5 separate regions of the Mus musculus genome follow, and all the other regions are linked to region 1. A link is a contact called in public Hi-C, HiCAR-type and promoter capture Hi-C data. All regions are on one chromosome and are shown on one strand. The core of a region is the stretch at or near the end of the contact, and the rest is flanking DNA. Distances in the headings are between cores, read along the strand shown. Region 1 holds the start of 4921524J17Rik (RIKEN cDNA 4921524J17 gene). Region 2 overlaps N4bp1 (NEDD4 binding protein 1). Region 3 holds the start of Asf1b (anti-silencing function 1B histone chaperone). Region 4 holds the start of Mri1 (methylthioribose-1-phosphate isomerase 1). Region 5 holds the start of Prkaca (protein kinase, cAMP dependent, catalytic, alpha).

Region 1 (2,700 bases), core at 173-2,672:
ACAGGGATCTACCTCAGGTAGTCAGGCTTGAGCAGAAAGCACCTTTACCACCTAAAGCCATCTCACTGGCCAATAACCAGGAAATTAAAAACAGATATTTTCCCCAAAAGATTATTTTATGCCAAGTAAAACAAGGGACTTGTGCCCTACAGAAACAGAATGCATAATTCATACTGTAAAAGCCTTAACTGAAAATTATTTAAACATCAAAGTAATCTGCCAACAGACTGATCACAAAGTGCAAGTTTGCTACAATTTAGTTGGGTGGAAAGAATGAACGTAACTCTACATTTTGGAAAACATGACTGTTTTGATATTGCAGACTGGTATGCTCTATCGACTAAACTTGCACAACTTTCCATCATCAGCATTTTTAAACATTGCCTATAAATCATACTGAATAAAACATGTAACTTTTTTGTTTAAAGATTTTAATAAACCTACAAGGACACGCCCTAAATAATATACTTAAATCAGATTTTAAGTCTCCACCCATTTCCAATTACTCCAGAGAGAAGGAGGGGGGAGGGGAAGAGAGAGAGGTAGTCATTTTAGGAAGATTCAGGAAAAAGAAGTACAGCCAGATCTGCATGCCGGCATGAAGGCCTAAGGATGATTTTAATGGAATGAGTTTTTGTTCATCACACTATAATTAGGCGTACTTAAATGTAGGAAAAGAAAAATGATTTTTTTAAAAATTACGACTATTACTCCATGAGTTCAGTCTAAATATGAATGATTTCAAATTCACGAATCCGCATATTTAAAAAAAAAATCTGTAAGCAGACATGTCAAATTTACAACAGTAAATAGCACGAATGGGACGGGGCACACGCAGAGAGGAAGAGCCTCAACGCCGACTTTATTCGAACCGTGTTCCGTTAACAACGTAGTGGAAGGACTAGAAACCACACATCAAACTGGTTGGTTTTTTTGCGGCGTTCCGGAAGTCCACAAATTTGCAAAAAAGTTAGCACCATTACTGTCCTTTTGTCTGCTTTATGCTGCCACCCAGGTGGCGGGGAGCGACAGCTGAGAAGCAGCACCGCACTCTCCCCAACCGCGAACAAAGCCATGCGGGGCGGCAGGGGTCCGCGGGCCGGCCCGGGACCAGAAGGGGCAGCGCCGGGTCCCCGCTCCCAGGCCCCCGCCGCCCGCGGGCCGCCGCGCACCGCCAACCGCCGCCGAGCAACGGCCACCCGCCCTGCCCGCCCCGCCCGCTCGCGCCGGCCCAGCCCACCTGTTGGTCGCACTCGGGGCACGATTTGGTGGCCATCTTCACTTTCTTGGCTCGAGTTGCAGACATGCTCCCCTCCTGAGCAGCGGTGGAAGCAGCGCCGTGCCTCCGCTGCTCCACACAGCGCGTCCTCACTCCAGCCGCGACCCAGCCGTGGAGGCGCGCGTGCGCGTGCGCGGGGCTGCGTGCGGGTTGGAGGAGGGGGGCGCCGCGGCCCTTCCAGGGAAGTCCCATCGCCACGCCCTCTAAGGCGGTGGACCGCTCGGGGGCGTGGCTCCGACGAGACTCCACCAACCAACGCACAGGTGGGCCGAGCCCTGGTGCTGGGCACGCCCCCTCGTCGGCCCCAGAACCAGAGCCTGAAATGGTTACTGGCAACGGAAAACCTCTCTGCAAATGTCAGCAATGCTAATCCGAGAGAAATTATAATAGACACTCGATGAAACCCCTAGGCTTCCAGCGTCAGGGGTATAAACTTCACTATTCATTAAATAATTGCCTACGATCCACTATTAAGCACACCGAATAAGAAATGTCTGCCTTCAAGGAACAGTCTACAAGGCTTTGTTTTTGGAGGGGGTGGAGAGGTTGGTCTGGTTTCATCTTGTGTATCACTGATACTGAGTAGTTTAAAATTAAAAGCAAATTATTTGAAAAGTGAAACAAAATGCTGTGCACTCCTATCATCCCAGCTTTCACTGCTCTTGTTCAGATCTACAGTGAGAGAGCAGAGAGATATTTTTAAACTGTAGTTTGATGAAGAAAGGAGCATGAGCTGGGTATAAAGTTGCAGAAAAGGGAGGGGTAACACACAGAGCATCTGCCATTGTTAAAGAGACTCCTCATACTCTGTACTATAGGAAAGGTATCTCAGGACAAAGACACTACCTGTCCAAAAAAAAAAAATCTAAACGTGTGAAAATGTAAAGTCAGTTAAAAGAAGTGTGTGTGTGAATAGAGTCCTTAACACAAGGGTTCCCCAATCCCAAATAACCCCCTAAGGAAGTCTCCAGGATCAGCCTTGAAGGGACACAAAACTTCTGCCACTTTGGATCAAAGGGAGCAGATGACATCTGGAGCTGACAGCATTATCTTGGGCTACTGGTCTTGCAAGTAAGAGAAATGTAATGTTCACTGCCTGGACACACACACGACCTTTACTCTCTCAAGAGGGCACACTAAGCCCGGTGTGGTGTCTGCACGCTTTTAATCCCAGCACTCAGGAGGCAGAGGCAGTCGGATTTCTGAGTTCGAGGCCAGCATGGTCTACAAAGTGAGTTCCAGGACAGCCAGAGCTATACAGAGAAACCCTATCTAAAAAAAAAGAAAAAAAGAAAGAAAAGAGGGCACACTAGGGAGATGGATCACAGGAAGAAAGAAAGTGGGCTTAGAGTTAGTGATTTTTCTGTATCAGCTGGGGTCAGAACTCACAGTCCTGTTTGATTGCCAAGTTGGAAAAGAAT
Region 2 (2,700 bases), core at 165-2,664, 1.4 Mb after region 1:
GCTGGGATTAAAGGCGTGCGCCACCACGCCCGGCATCTGGGGAATTTTTATAACAGGGGTTTTAGCTTTTATCAGATGATTCCAACACCTATGTGTCCTCAGCAGTAATATTTGCACCCTTTCCTGCAATAATTAAGATTTCCCAATAACTCATATGCCAAGTCACTTGTTATCCATACTGAATGCTAGGGTATGCGATGCTAAACTCTGTTTCAGTTCTAAGAAGTTGGCATGTTTAAGAGATAACAGATCTGTCTTATGAGTTGTGGTTTCCACGCCATACAGTTTTGGAATATCCCTGTGCAGGATGGCACCATGCTGTTGCTGTTATGTTCAGTTCTGAAAAGCCTCTTGTTTTTGTTTGTTTGTGACAGGGTTTCTCTATTATGTAGCCCTGGCTATGTAGACCAAGCTGCCTGGGCTGGGTTGGCACATGTCTTTAACTCTAGCACTGGGGAGCAGAGGCAGGCGGGTGAATCTCTGAGTTCAAGGCCAATCTGGGCTAACAAGGAGGTGGTCAGCAAATGGTTCAGTGGATAAAGGTTCCTACTGACAAAACTGACAACTTAAGTTCCATTTCCAGGACTCACACAGTAGAACAAGAGATTGGACCCCTGCAAACTTCTGTGCATACCCTTATACCCCCACTCTACTTTGATAAAGAATAAATAAATCAATAATTGTAGTAATAAAGCCAACCAAACTTGGCAGGGGCAGTAAACTCACTACCAATGGCTTATAAGTCCTCTAAATTTAGGTCTCTCCCAGTTTATCTGTTCCTGTTTCCAAGCCTAAATAAAATGGCTCCCCCAGGCCCTCTGTCCAGCTATGACAGCAGTATGTATAGTACTCTCAGGGTGCTTAACCTGCCATCCGAGGACTGGGAATCACCTTACACCCATCCGTTAGTGTAAGGGAAGCTGTCTGTCCAAGTAAGGAGCTATGTGGTTGTATTCACTGGTATCAAATCGAGTTATGCAGAGGACGTCCTACAGCCACTTGGATAAGGGAGGGTTGATTAGATCTCCTCAGTCGGCTGCCAGCAGCAACTGGCAACTGGTAAGGTAAAGGGAAGAAATCTCTTTTCTAGATAAAGGAACCCCAAACACTCTCTTTAAAGGACTATTTCCTGATTGATCCACAGTAAAGCCCCCAATGAACATATCCTGCCCAGATCCAAATCTCCAAACTGGCCTTTAAAAGGATTTTCCATGAAACACATAAAGATACCTGCGTGTGAAAGAAGGCATGGCTATGAGACAAACACAATAAAACAGCATAAAAACCAAGAAAGTGGGAGGGGCAATCCTGGGCAATTCATAGTTCTTAAGACAATTTCAGAACTGCAGATGGTGCCCAGAGAAAGAGCATTTGGCAGCATGAGGCTGGAGTTTCAATACTGTTTTGATTTCAGTTTCAGTTGCTATGATAAAATACACTTACAGAAAGCAACCCTTGGGGGGAAGGGCTTCTTTAGCTCACAGTTACAGGCGACAGTCTATCCTAGCAGAAAAGTCAAGGTGGCAGGACCACAGCACAGCTGGTGACAAGGTGTCTCCAAGGAATTCACGCTCACTCCCACTCAGCTTGCTTTCTCTTTTCACAGTACAGGACCCAACCCAGGAAACTGCTACCTACCACACAGTTCTAGGCTGGATTTTCTTACACCAACAAATGAAATTAAGTCAGCTTCCCCACAGACCAACCTGATGCACACGATGCCTCACTGGGCTTCTCTTACCAACTGATTCTAGACTGTGTCAACGCTGACAATGAAAACGATCCACCACAAATCCTTCCTCGGTACAGAAAAAAAAATTCACATTTTCTAACACATATAAAATGATACTAAATCCATGCAACAGGAATCAGGATGTCAAAAGAAAGGAAATAAAGGAAATCAGAGTGAAGAGTGCTAGTAAGATAAGAATATGAAGCGAAGCATGGTGCCCTAAGGCTAGAATTTCACCACTAAGAAGACTGGAGCAGGAGGAATGGCCTAAGTTTAAGGCCAGCCTCAGGTACAGAATGAGATCCAGTCTCAAAAAACACCAAATCAATTTTTTAAAAAAAGGAGAAGTGGAAGTGAAGGAGGGCTGGAGAGATGGCTCAGTGGTTAAGAGCATGTCCTGCTCTTGCAGAAGGCCCAGGGTTGGTTCCCAGCACCCATGCTGAGAGACTCACAACCACCATCTTAATTCCAGTTCCAGGGGTCCGGACACCAGGGTTAAAGGCAAATAGCTGACATGCCCAGCCTCTCCTAATTATTTTAAGTTTCAAATATACTTTATTTACATAAATCAAAGAATCAGAAACGCATCTCAAGAACAATTAACAAGTTGGGCATAGTGAGGCTGGCCTTTAGTTCCAGCACTCGGGAGGCACAGGCAGTGGAGCTCAGACCCAGCCTGGTCTACACAGCAAGTGTCAAGCCAGCCAGGGCTACAGTGAGAGCCTGTCTCAAAAAGGAAAAAAAGGCAATAAAAAAGATGAAGACAAGGGTCTTTTATAGGTAGATTTCCTCACCATGATCAGCAAACAAATTTAACATATTCCAGAAAAAAAGAATTTGGAGAAACATGCAGAAACAGTCCAGATTATATTAACTGTAATTTTGCTTAAAGCATGAAAGAACTTGCTTTGTTCATTCACTTGTTCATCCACTGTACATTGAGGCACCAAGCATGTGCCGGGAACTAG
Region 3 (2,700 bases), core at 82-2,581, 1.5 Mb before region 1:
ACACATACAGGATCCCAAAGACTTCTCAATGAGTAAAAAGGTGCAGGATAGCTCATTGGTGTTTTTAGAATGGTCATATTTGAAATGATTATTTTTGTCCTATTTAGTTAAGTGTCTATTAAAAATCATATTCATTGCTTCTTGGCCTTTTTGCATTGGCCAAGTATGAAAACTAATTTACTTACTTCCCCAAACTCACTGTGTAGATCAGGCTGGCCCACAGAAGTCTGCCTACCTCTGAGTCCTGAGATTAATGGCACGCATCTACCTTTCCATTTTGTTTTAACCTTTAAAAGATGTGATTGGTAAAGGTTGTGTAAGAAGCTATGACAGGGTATAAAGAACCAGAAAGTAAGGAGAAAAGGTAAGTTTCACAGACAGCGGCAGTTAACTGGTTTGGTTTTGGATCAGGGTTTCTCTGTGTAGCCCTGGCTGTCCTAGAACTTGCTCTGCAGACCAGGCTGGCCTCGAACTCACAGGTCCACCTGCCTCTGCCTCCCGTGTGCTGGGATAAAAAGCGTGCGTCACCGAGCCCGGGCTGAAAGACAGAGTGCAGAGGCAGGATTCAAACCCTGGTCTGTCCACGAACCAGAACTCCCTTCGGACTGAGACTCGATCCTGTATCCCCTCTCATCGCTACGCCATCTTGTCTCAGGGGTGATCTAAACCTTCTCGACAGTCTCCTCGACCATGATTTTCAAAGGTAGGAACCCCTCAGGGTAGTCCCCAGAAACGCTCACCTGCTGACAGCCGCCTAAACCGCCCAGGCCACTCTCTCCTCCTTAAAGCTTTTCACTGTGAGGGTGTGCGATTTCCACAGCTCTCCAGCCCGGCGTTCCTCACGCCCACCATAATAGCCAATCACGTCTCAGAAACCCGCTTACGGCCACGCCCACGATCGATACTCAATCACTGCGAGTGCGAGTGCCGTCTTCTCAGCGCGTTTTAGTGAGAGTCGCGCGCCACCGTTCGGCCGTTGGTGGCGCTGCTCTCTGTGAGGTGCGTCTACCGGAAAAGCGGAACGAGGGGCGGGGGATGCCGGTGCGGTAACCCTTGGGATTGGACAAGAGAAGTTCCGCGCTCTAACTCCGCCCACCCCGGAGCGAGCTATTCCAGTCGGAGACTCCAGGGATTGGTTCCCGATAGACCTTTACGAAGCTAAGAGATTAACGTTCCGCCTCCTGGGGCCCGTGAAGAGGGAGCTTCTCTGATTGGTCTGAGGGTCCAGGCGCGCGCCTGAAGACGCCTCGAGATTGGCTGATGGCTCGCGCCGTCATCGGTCCTTAGCGGCGATTGGCTGGAAGGCGGAGCCGGCTATTTGAAGGGAGCGCGCTGAGCGGAGGAGCGCTTCAGAGGGAAGAGTTGGGAGACGCAGGGAGGTTTCCGTCCTGTCGTCCCCCCCTTCTTCTCTGTCGCAAGTCACTGTGAAGAAGTCTCCACAGCAGCTGCGGCTCCCGGGCGCGGTGATGGCCAAGGTGTCGGTGCTGAATGTGGCTGTGCTGGAGAACCCGAGCCCTTTCCACAGCCCCTTCCGGTTCGAGATCAGCTTCGAATGCAGTGAGGCCCTGTCTGACGGTGAGGCCGGGCCTGAGCCGGGGACCCCAGACCCTCCTGCCCTCGGGGTTTCGCCACCCCCAATCTCCCGGGGCCAACTAGATCTCCCATTAGATACGCCTCCATGGCCCAGCTCCGGTCTCTCGGTGGAGCCGGCTCTGTCCAGTGTACATTGTCTGGTGGAGGCCTCGTCACCCTTCGTCTTGCACCGCTTGTCCTTGTACGCTTTCCCTGGAGACCCGCAGCCACGCCTTTTCCCTATGGCTAGACCCCGCGTTGATGCCCTTCCTCCTAAGAAACCATCCACGTGTCCTATGGAATCCCAACCTCCAGTCCCGTCCCCCCCCCTTTTCCTTGTGGGTATCTTTTCCTACAAAGCAGCCAGACTCTTCTGTTGCCCTGTCCGCCCATGTCAAGACCTTCTTCACCCCATGGCTCCCAAAAACCCCCTCCCCAGACAACTCCAGATTTGTCCCCCACAACTCCTGCTTGCCAACCGTAACAACATGGTGTTGCCTATAAGCCTTCTTCCTTTAGGTTAGTCCCAGATCCTATGTCTGAGCTCCCTCTGAGGAGAGATGGGGGCTTCTGACTCCAGGCTTTGTAGGTAACTTGGTCTCCCCAGCTCCTGGTCTGGGTGAATGTCCTGAGGTGAGGGGTGCCACAGCCAGGCAGGCCTCTTCCAGTTTCTGAGATTTCTACTAGCTGCCAGCTAACTCAGTGCAAGGAACCCCTCATCCCTTTTGATGGGCTGACCTTGTCTGGGGAGTGGGTGGACTGACCAAACAGGGATGGGATCCAACTTCCATCAACTGGGAGGCCACGGGCTTTTGTGGATCTTTCACAGAATGACTTAATTCATCTGTGGGACATAAAGGTGGACATGGCTCTCATCACACAGATGAGAGAACAAGAGCCATAAAGAGCAAAAGACTTTCAAATAAATCCATGAACATGTAAACTGTGAAGTCACTTTGGATTCTCAGCTCCCCAGCAAAAGGCAAGTCCTGTTTTCAGAGGACCTGCTTTCAACACTCCACGAGACCATTTCTCTACTGAGTGTTGAAAGGATGTAGCAGCTGAGGAGGTGGAGCTCTGAGAGCCTAGGCTGTGGCAACTAGTGCCTCTTGGTGGCTGTTGGTGGTA
Region 4 (2,700 bases), core at 176-2,675, 1.2 Mb before region 1:
TGTGGTTGCTGGGAATTGAACTCAGGATTTTTGAAAGAGCAGTCAATGCTCTTTACCACTGAGCCATCTCTCCAGCCCTAGTGTTTATTTTTAATTATGTACATGTGTGTCTCTATGCATGTAAGGGCATGTGCTCGTGGAGGCCAGAAGAGGGTGCTGCAGGTAGTTACTGTGGGTGCTGAGAACTTAATAGGTCTTTGCAAGAGGGGTCCATACTTTTAAGCTGCTGAGCCAGCCCTAGCTAAGCAAGTACTCTTGCCACTGAACTACACCCCCAGCTCCAGTTGCTTTGCCTTGCATCCCATAACATGTCCCATGCCCTAACAATTGAAGGTGCCTCCTCACCTAACGCTGTACCATAGCCAGCAGTGGCCAGAGCACCCGTGTTACAGTGGGTCAGCACGGTCACCTTGCCACCCCTGGGGTTGGTCTGCTCTAGGAGATGGCGGGCTCCCAAGTCCCCGATGCTCCGGTTGTCTTTGAGGTCCTTCTCCAACATATCCTCGGCGAAGCGGATCACTCTGGGGACAGAAGAAGCTCTTAGCACTGTTGGAAGGGAGCTGGCTAACTTTGAAGGGGCCGCCCTTTAAAGGTGAGGTGGGGTTCTGAGAGCCTGAGGACACTTCCACTCTGATCACTAATATAAGTGAGCCAGGAGCTGGGGCTGACGCACAGCAGTAAACAGGAGGAAACCCTTTACCTCTGTGATGATGACGTCATGGTGGGAGAGGCAGTTGATGAACAGGAAGGGGCAGAATCAGGGACAAGGTGTTTTTACAGAAGGGGAGGGGAAGGAGCAGGAACCTGGAGATGAAGTTCTAACTCCAGTGCTTTAATGCTCTAGACTCTAGTCTCAGCCACAGGCAGGAGCCGTACCGGTGCAACAGAAAAGCAGTAAGAACCAAGTGGCTGGACCGGAAGTGGGATGGGAAAGAAAATGGTAGAGAGGAAAGCTGGGCAGAGCACACAAGACTGGTCCAGGATCCCGTACCTTTCCCGCACGGTCTCTTCAGTGGCACCCTCTCGTTCCGCCTCCTGGGCTGCCACTTGACCCAGATCGCGGGCGGCGCGGGCCATGTTGACAGCGGTGGGCCGGGCGGCGACTAAGAGGCGCAGCTGGTCTCGCACGAAGGCCACCAGAGCAGCGAGTCCGGGACCGCCGGCGCCGGCCCGCAGCTCCACGGCCAGGCTGAGGCAGCCGACCAGCGCGATGGCCGGGGCTCCGCGCACCTTCATGGCGCGGATGGCTTCACTAGCCTGCTGCACGGAGCTCAGTGCCTCATAGTGGCAGTGCTCTGGCAGCTGCAGCTGGTCGAGGATCTGCAGCGAGCCGGGCGAGTAGCGGATCGCTTCCAGTGTCATGTTGCCTACCCTGCAGGGCCACGAGGAATCCTGCACAGGCTGCGGGGCGGAGTTGCGTCCTGCCGCGTGCGCATGCGCACGCGCTCCTAGGTTATCGGGCGATTAGCGTCTTCCAGAGTGGCTGTAACTTCTCCCAAGGCCGAGTTCTAGCTCCAAGATGCTTGGTGATGGGGCTATTTTTTTGCCGGAAATCGTCCATCCGTTACTGAAGCGATGACTTGGAACTCTCAGCTCTGCCTATCCACGGCTCACAGACACCCAGCGCTTAATCAGCGTGTCAAACGACCTTCCGTGGGACTACTTTTGTCTCCATTTTTTTAAAAAAAAGCAAGCACCATGAGGGACGTTTATTCTCAGGGCCTGAAGAGATTGCTCAATGGTTAGGCGTGCATTCTGCTCTTGTAGAGGACCAAAGGCTTCACGACTGCCGCTAGTTTTAAAGGATTCAAGGCCCTCTTTCAAACCTCAGTGAGACAACATACTCACAACATGCAAACACACAAAAATAAACCTCAGATTTTAATTCCAGCATTCAGGAGGTAGAGATATATTTGTGAATCTGGCTCCACAATAGTTACAGAACGAGTTCCAGGACAGCCAGGGATACATGAGAAACCCTATTTTAAAGCTGGACCACACCTTGTCTCTATTGCTGGGGTGCCAGGATGACGGTTGTCTGCCCACTATGCCTGGCTGGATTAGGGTGTTTTTGAGGTTGTTTCACAAACATCCCTACTGGCTGGCCACTATGAGTGACCCACACCAGCCCATGACATGGAGTTTGGATGTTCTTCCTGCCTGCCGTTAGCTTTATTTCTCTGGCTCCAGCAGCCTGGCCCTCTTTCAACCTTCCTTATGTAGTCCTTGACACCTCATAAGGGGACGTCACCCCAGGCCGTGGCCAATCTTGGTCAGTATCTCAAACCCTTCATCGGGCTTTGTGGGGCCACACTGCCGTCACAACGATGCAGCAGCATCTGCTTAGTTGGCTGGAAGTGAGGGCAGGGCAGCTACTAGATGAGTTTAGAAACAAGGCAGGGACAAAGAACAGCACTTTAATGCTCAGGTATCAGGGTTACATCAAGGCACAGGCATTCTCACCAAAACCAAATAAATAATAATCTGTATAGGAAGGTAGGTCTGTATCTGGGCTGGCAGCAATGTGCCAGTCCCTAAGGTCTGGACGCGTCATGGCTTCTGGTCCTGGAATTCTGACTCCCTTACTCGCTCTCTGAGTCAGAGTAGTCAGCCACCAGGGAGGCATTGGGGGTGTTGGGGTTCAGCAGGTCCTCCTGGGAGGAACCTAGGGGGAAGGCCTGATCACTACAGTTTCTCTTG
Region 5 (2,700 bases), core at 133-2,632, 1.5 Mb before region 1:
GGTATATGTACCTCAGAGTCAACTACCCTTTGGAGTCCAGGAGAGGTAGCTCATCGTCCACTCAGCACCGTCCACCCAGCACCGTCCACCCTGGCCACCCTCTATTACAGAGCTCTGGTGAGGGTAGGGATAATTTGTTTCCAAGAGTACATTTAGCAGTATCTGGAGATGTTTGTGTTGTCCCAGGCAGCAGACAGATGGAAGAGTACCAGCATCCAGAGTGTGAGGGTGGGGTTCTGATATCAACCTAGTGTGCAGGAGACCCTCCAGCAGAGTGCTCAGGCCCCTGGTGTCAGTGGCAAGGTGGGAAACTGACCACGTTCTGACAGTGCAGACTTGAAAGAACACCGAGTGAGGTTCTAGTTCAGTGGTACAATGCTTACTTCGCAGGGAGTATGCATCGTGTTCAATCCCCAGCATTGCATAAAAACAAAATTTAAAGATGAGCATCCAGAAGGAAGGAGAACGGCTCTCTTCCTGCCCAAAAGGGGCAGGTTATGTTGGTCATGTCTAGGCAATGGAGATTAGTTAAGAGCAAGGAACTAGCCTGACCGAGCCTCCATAAAATGGGAGTATGGCAGGCCCAACGTGCAAGGTACAAGAAGTAATGCACTTGGCTGGCGTCCGTAGTTACTACTTTTCAGGGGCCTAGGGTTGAGCCTTAGCAAAGAGTGTAGATACTCTGAGTCTCCTCCCAGCACGCCCTCAGTTCTGGGTCCAACATCCCCTTGCAGCTCCAGTTGTGTCGCGAGCAAACCAAAGCGGACCCCGAGCTAGTTGGGTCACGGCTGCCCAGTGTCGGGCCTCCTTATGAATGACACCGAACGGCGCCCGGCGACCCTTGACCCTCGGCGCCAGCCCGCCCCTCCCCCCCTGGCAGGTGGACAGCCGCTGCGCCGGCCCGCCGTGGCGTCAACCTCTGGCCCGTGGCCGCTGCCGCACTGGGCAGGGGCGGGAGACTGCAGCGCGCACATTGCCGCACGGGCGTCCGCCGGGCCGCCTCCCGCACCTCGCAGCGCCTGCCACCCAGCCACCCTCCAGCCGCCGCAGCCTCCGCCCCGCCCGCTGCCCGGGCCGCAGCCTGAGCCGCTGCCCCGCCCTCTCACCCCGGGACTGACACTAGCCGGGGCCGCCTGTCTCCGCCAATCGACGGCTTCGCAGGGGCAGCCCCAAGCCCTCTCGGGCTTCTCGGCCAATCACGTGCGTTCGCCCGCCCGACTGCGGCCTCACGAGCCCGTGAGTGGCGGAGAGTCTGCAACTCGCGTCACTCATCCAGGAGCCTATGGTGGCGCGGGAGGGTTCCGGAGGGCCAATGGACAGCGGCGTAGGGCTGTCAGTCAGGGAGGCCTGAACCAATGGGCGGTGGGCTGCGGGGGCGTCACGGACAGAGGACTTGGGCTGAGGCTCCCCCGCGGGCGGGCGCAGAGAGACGCGGGAAGCAGGGGCTGGGCGGGGGTCGTGGCGCCGCAGCCAGCGCAGCCAGCCCCAGGGGCCGCCGCCTCCGCTGCCCAGCGCGCTCCGGGGCCGCCGGCCACCTTAGCACCCGCCGCGTCGCAGCTCCGGGACTGGCCCCGGCCGCGACGCCGCCGCGATGGGCAACGCCGCCGCCGCCAAGAAGGGCAGCGAGCAGGAGAGCGGTGAGTGCCCGGCCGTCACCCTGATCTTCACTGCGTGCGGCCTGCCCGCGCAATGCCCATCACTGCATGGCCCCTCCCCCATATGCCCCCCCAATCTTGTCTGCCTGCACCCCTGCCTGCTGCCTGTTCACGTTGGGGTCGGATCACCGCAGAGATACTTTGCCCCCAGTAGGGCCTGGTGCCCATGGCCTACCATCCCCCACTGCAAAGGCCGTGCCCCCCCACCCAGCTGTCACTGCCAACCATTGCATGTATGACCGCCGGGGCCCCAGATGAGGCCCTGTCACCACACCAACCCCTCTTCTCCTAGTCCCTTTCTCCAGATTCTATACCCCCTCCCACTTCGTCACTTACCTTTCCCACACAGCGCCCCAATGCCTGACCCTGATCCAGGCTCCTGCCAGTTTCGGGAGTGCTGTGGGGTCCACGCTGCAGGGACCTTGGCCACTTGGTGACCACACCCCTCCCCCTCCAGCCCCCGCCATCTTTCTCCTACCCCTGCCCGATTCACCTCATCACAGCTCCCACCTCCAAGCCACCCCCACCCCCATGAGCATTTCCCGGGGCCACCTCCTGCATTGTTTTTCCCTTCTGTGTCACTTGGCATGGGGGACAAGATCTTTCTGGGTCCCTCTGCCCCTCTCATCCTGTCACTCCACCTCCTCCGTGCATTCGTCTGGCCCTGGCTGGGGTGGCAGACTGTTTATGAACCTAGAGAGCTGCTTCTGCGCTTCCTTATCCAAGTTGGAGCTGGTCTTGCTCAGAGCCATTACGTCTGTCCTTTTTCTTGGGTTGCGGGTGAGGTAAAGCGGCAGAGCACCCTCCTGGCCTACCCTGAGGTCTGGGTTCCTTAGAAGGCCCCTCAATAAATGGTCGTTTCACAACTGCGGTTCTGTCGTTCACCCAGCCCCTGGGGCTGGTTTGAAACTGCGGATGAAATGAATAGCAAAGGCTCATTCCACTGAATGGGGATGGTCAGAAGAATTGCGCGCATTGGGGTAACGCCATCCAGCAATAGGTGACAGCTAATGATTTGGTTTGCTTAAGACAGATGGATTCTGTG

What was found. Promoter capture Hi-C pulls out the DNA fragments that hold promoters and counts their contacts. Hi-C and Micro-C count contacts between places; a contact is called where the count stands out from the background. HiCAR-type assays count read pairs that join an accessible place to other places.
Region 2: a HiCAR-type map of astrocytes shows a contact between it and region 1, with 4 times the contacts expected there. The contact joins the enhancer-like site here to the promoter of 4921524J17Rik in region 1. A contact is called at or near these places in 1 of 484 Hi-C or Micro-C datasets (embryonic stem cells), 4 of 115 datasets of contacts at active chromatin or transcription factors (astrocytes, bone marrow-derived dendritic cells, embryonic forebrain and 1 more) and 1 of 9 other capture datasets (embryonic stem cells).
Region 3: a contact with region 1 is called in a Hi-C map of CD4 T cells, with 11 times the contacts expected there. The contact joins the promoter of Asf1b here to the promoter of 4921524J17Rik in region 1. A contact is called at or near these places in 1 of 39 promoter capture datasets (cranial neural crest) and 1 of 484 Hi-C or Micro-C datasets (CD4 T cells).
Region 4: a contact with region 1 is called in a promoter capture Hi-C map of liver, with 4 times the contacts expected there. The contact joins the promoter of Mri1 here to the promoter of 4921524J17Rik in region 1. A contact is called at or near these places in 2 of 39 promoter capture datasets (cranial neural crest and liver) and 1 of 484 Hi-C or Micro-C datasets (B cells).
Region 5: a contact with region 1 is called in a promoter capture Hi-C map of liver, with 5 times the contacts expected there. The contact joins the promoter of Prkaca here to the promoter of 4921524J17Rik in region 1. A contact is called at or near these places in 2 of 39 promoter capture datasets (liver and pre-B cells).

The regions. Positions count from the first base shown.
Region 1 is chr8:85,431,419-85,434,118 of GRCm38.p6, forward strand. 4921524J17Rik (RIKEN cDNA 4921524J17 gene) reads right to left here and starts at 1,423. Exons shown (of 4, transcript NM_025722.3): 1 at 1,241-1,423. The coding sequence starts at 1,306.
Region 2 is chr8:86,869,522-86,872,221 of GRCm38.p6, forward strand. The region is part of intron 1 of N4bp1 (NEDD4 binding protein 1); the gene reads right to left. Among named protein-coding and RNA genes, the nearest start is that of N4bp1, 14 kb to the right of the region's middle. Within about 2 kb of position 1,415, at least 62 of the 459 cell types and tissues checked have an H3K27ac peak or open chromatin away from gene starts, as enhancers often do.
Region 3 is chr8:83,954,363-83,957,062 of GRCm38.p6, forward strand. Asf1b (anti-silencing function 1B histone chaperone) reads left to right here and starts at 1,332. Exons shown (of 4, transcript NM_024184.2): 1 at 1,332-1,575. The coding sequence starts at 1,467. It overlaps Gm10644 (predicted gene 10644), which reads right to left and starts at 971. Exons shown (of 5, transcript NR_169070.1): 1 at 741-971.
Region 4 is chr8:84,255,899-84,258,598 of GRCm38.p6, forward strand. Mri1 (methylthioribose-1-phosphate isomerase 1) reads right to left here and starts at 1,426. Exons shown (of 5, transcript NM_026423.4): 1 at 992-1,426; 2 at 346-521. The coding sequence starts at 1,362. It overlaps Ccdc130 (coiled-coil domain containing 130), which reads right to left. Exons shown (of 10, transcript NM_026350.3): 10 at 1,869-2,700. The coding sequence ends at 2,583.
Region 5 is chr8:83,971,596-83,974,295 of GRCm38.p6, forward strand. It overlaps Prkaca (protein kinase, cAMP dependent, catalytic, alpha), which reads left to right and starts at 1,383. Exons shown (of 10, transcript NM_008854.5): 1 at 1,383-1,637. The coding sequence starts at 1,592.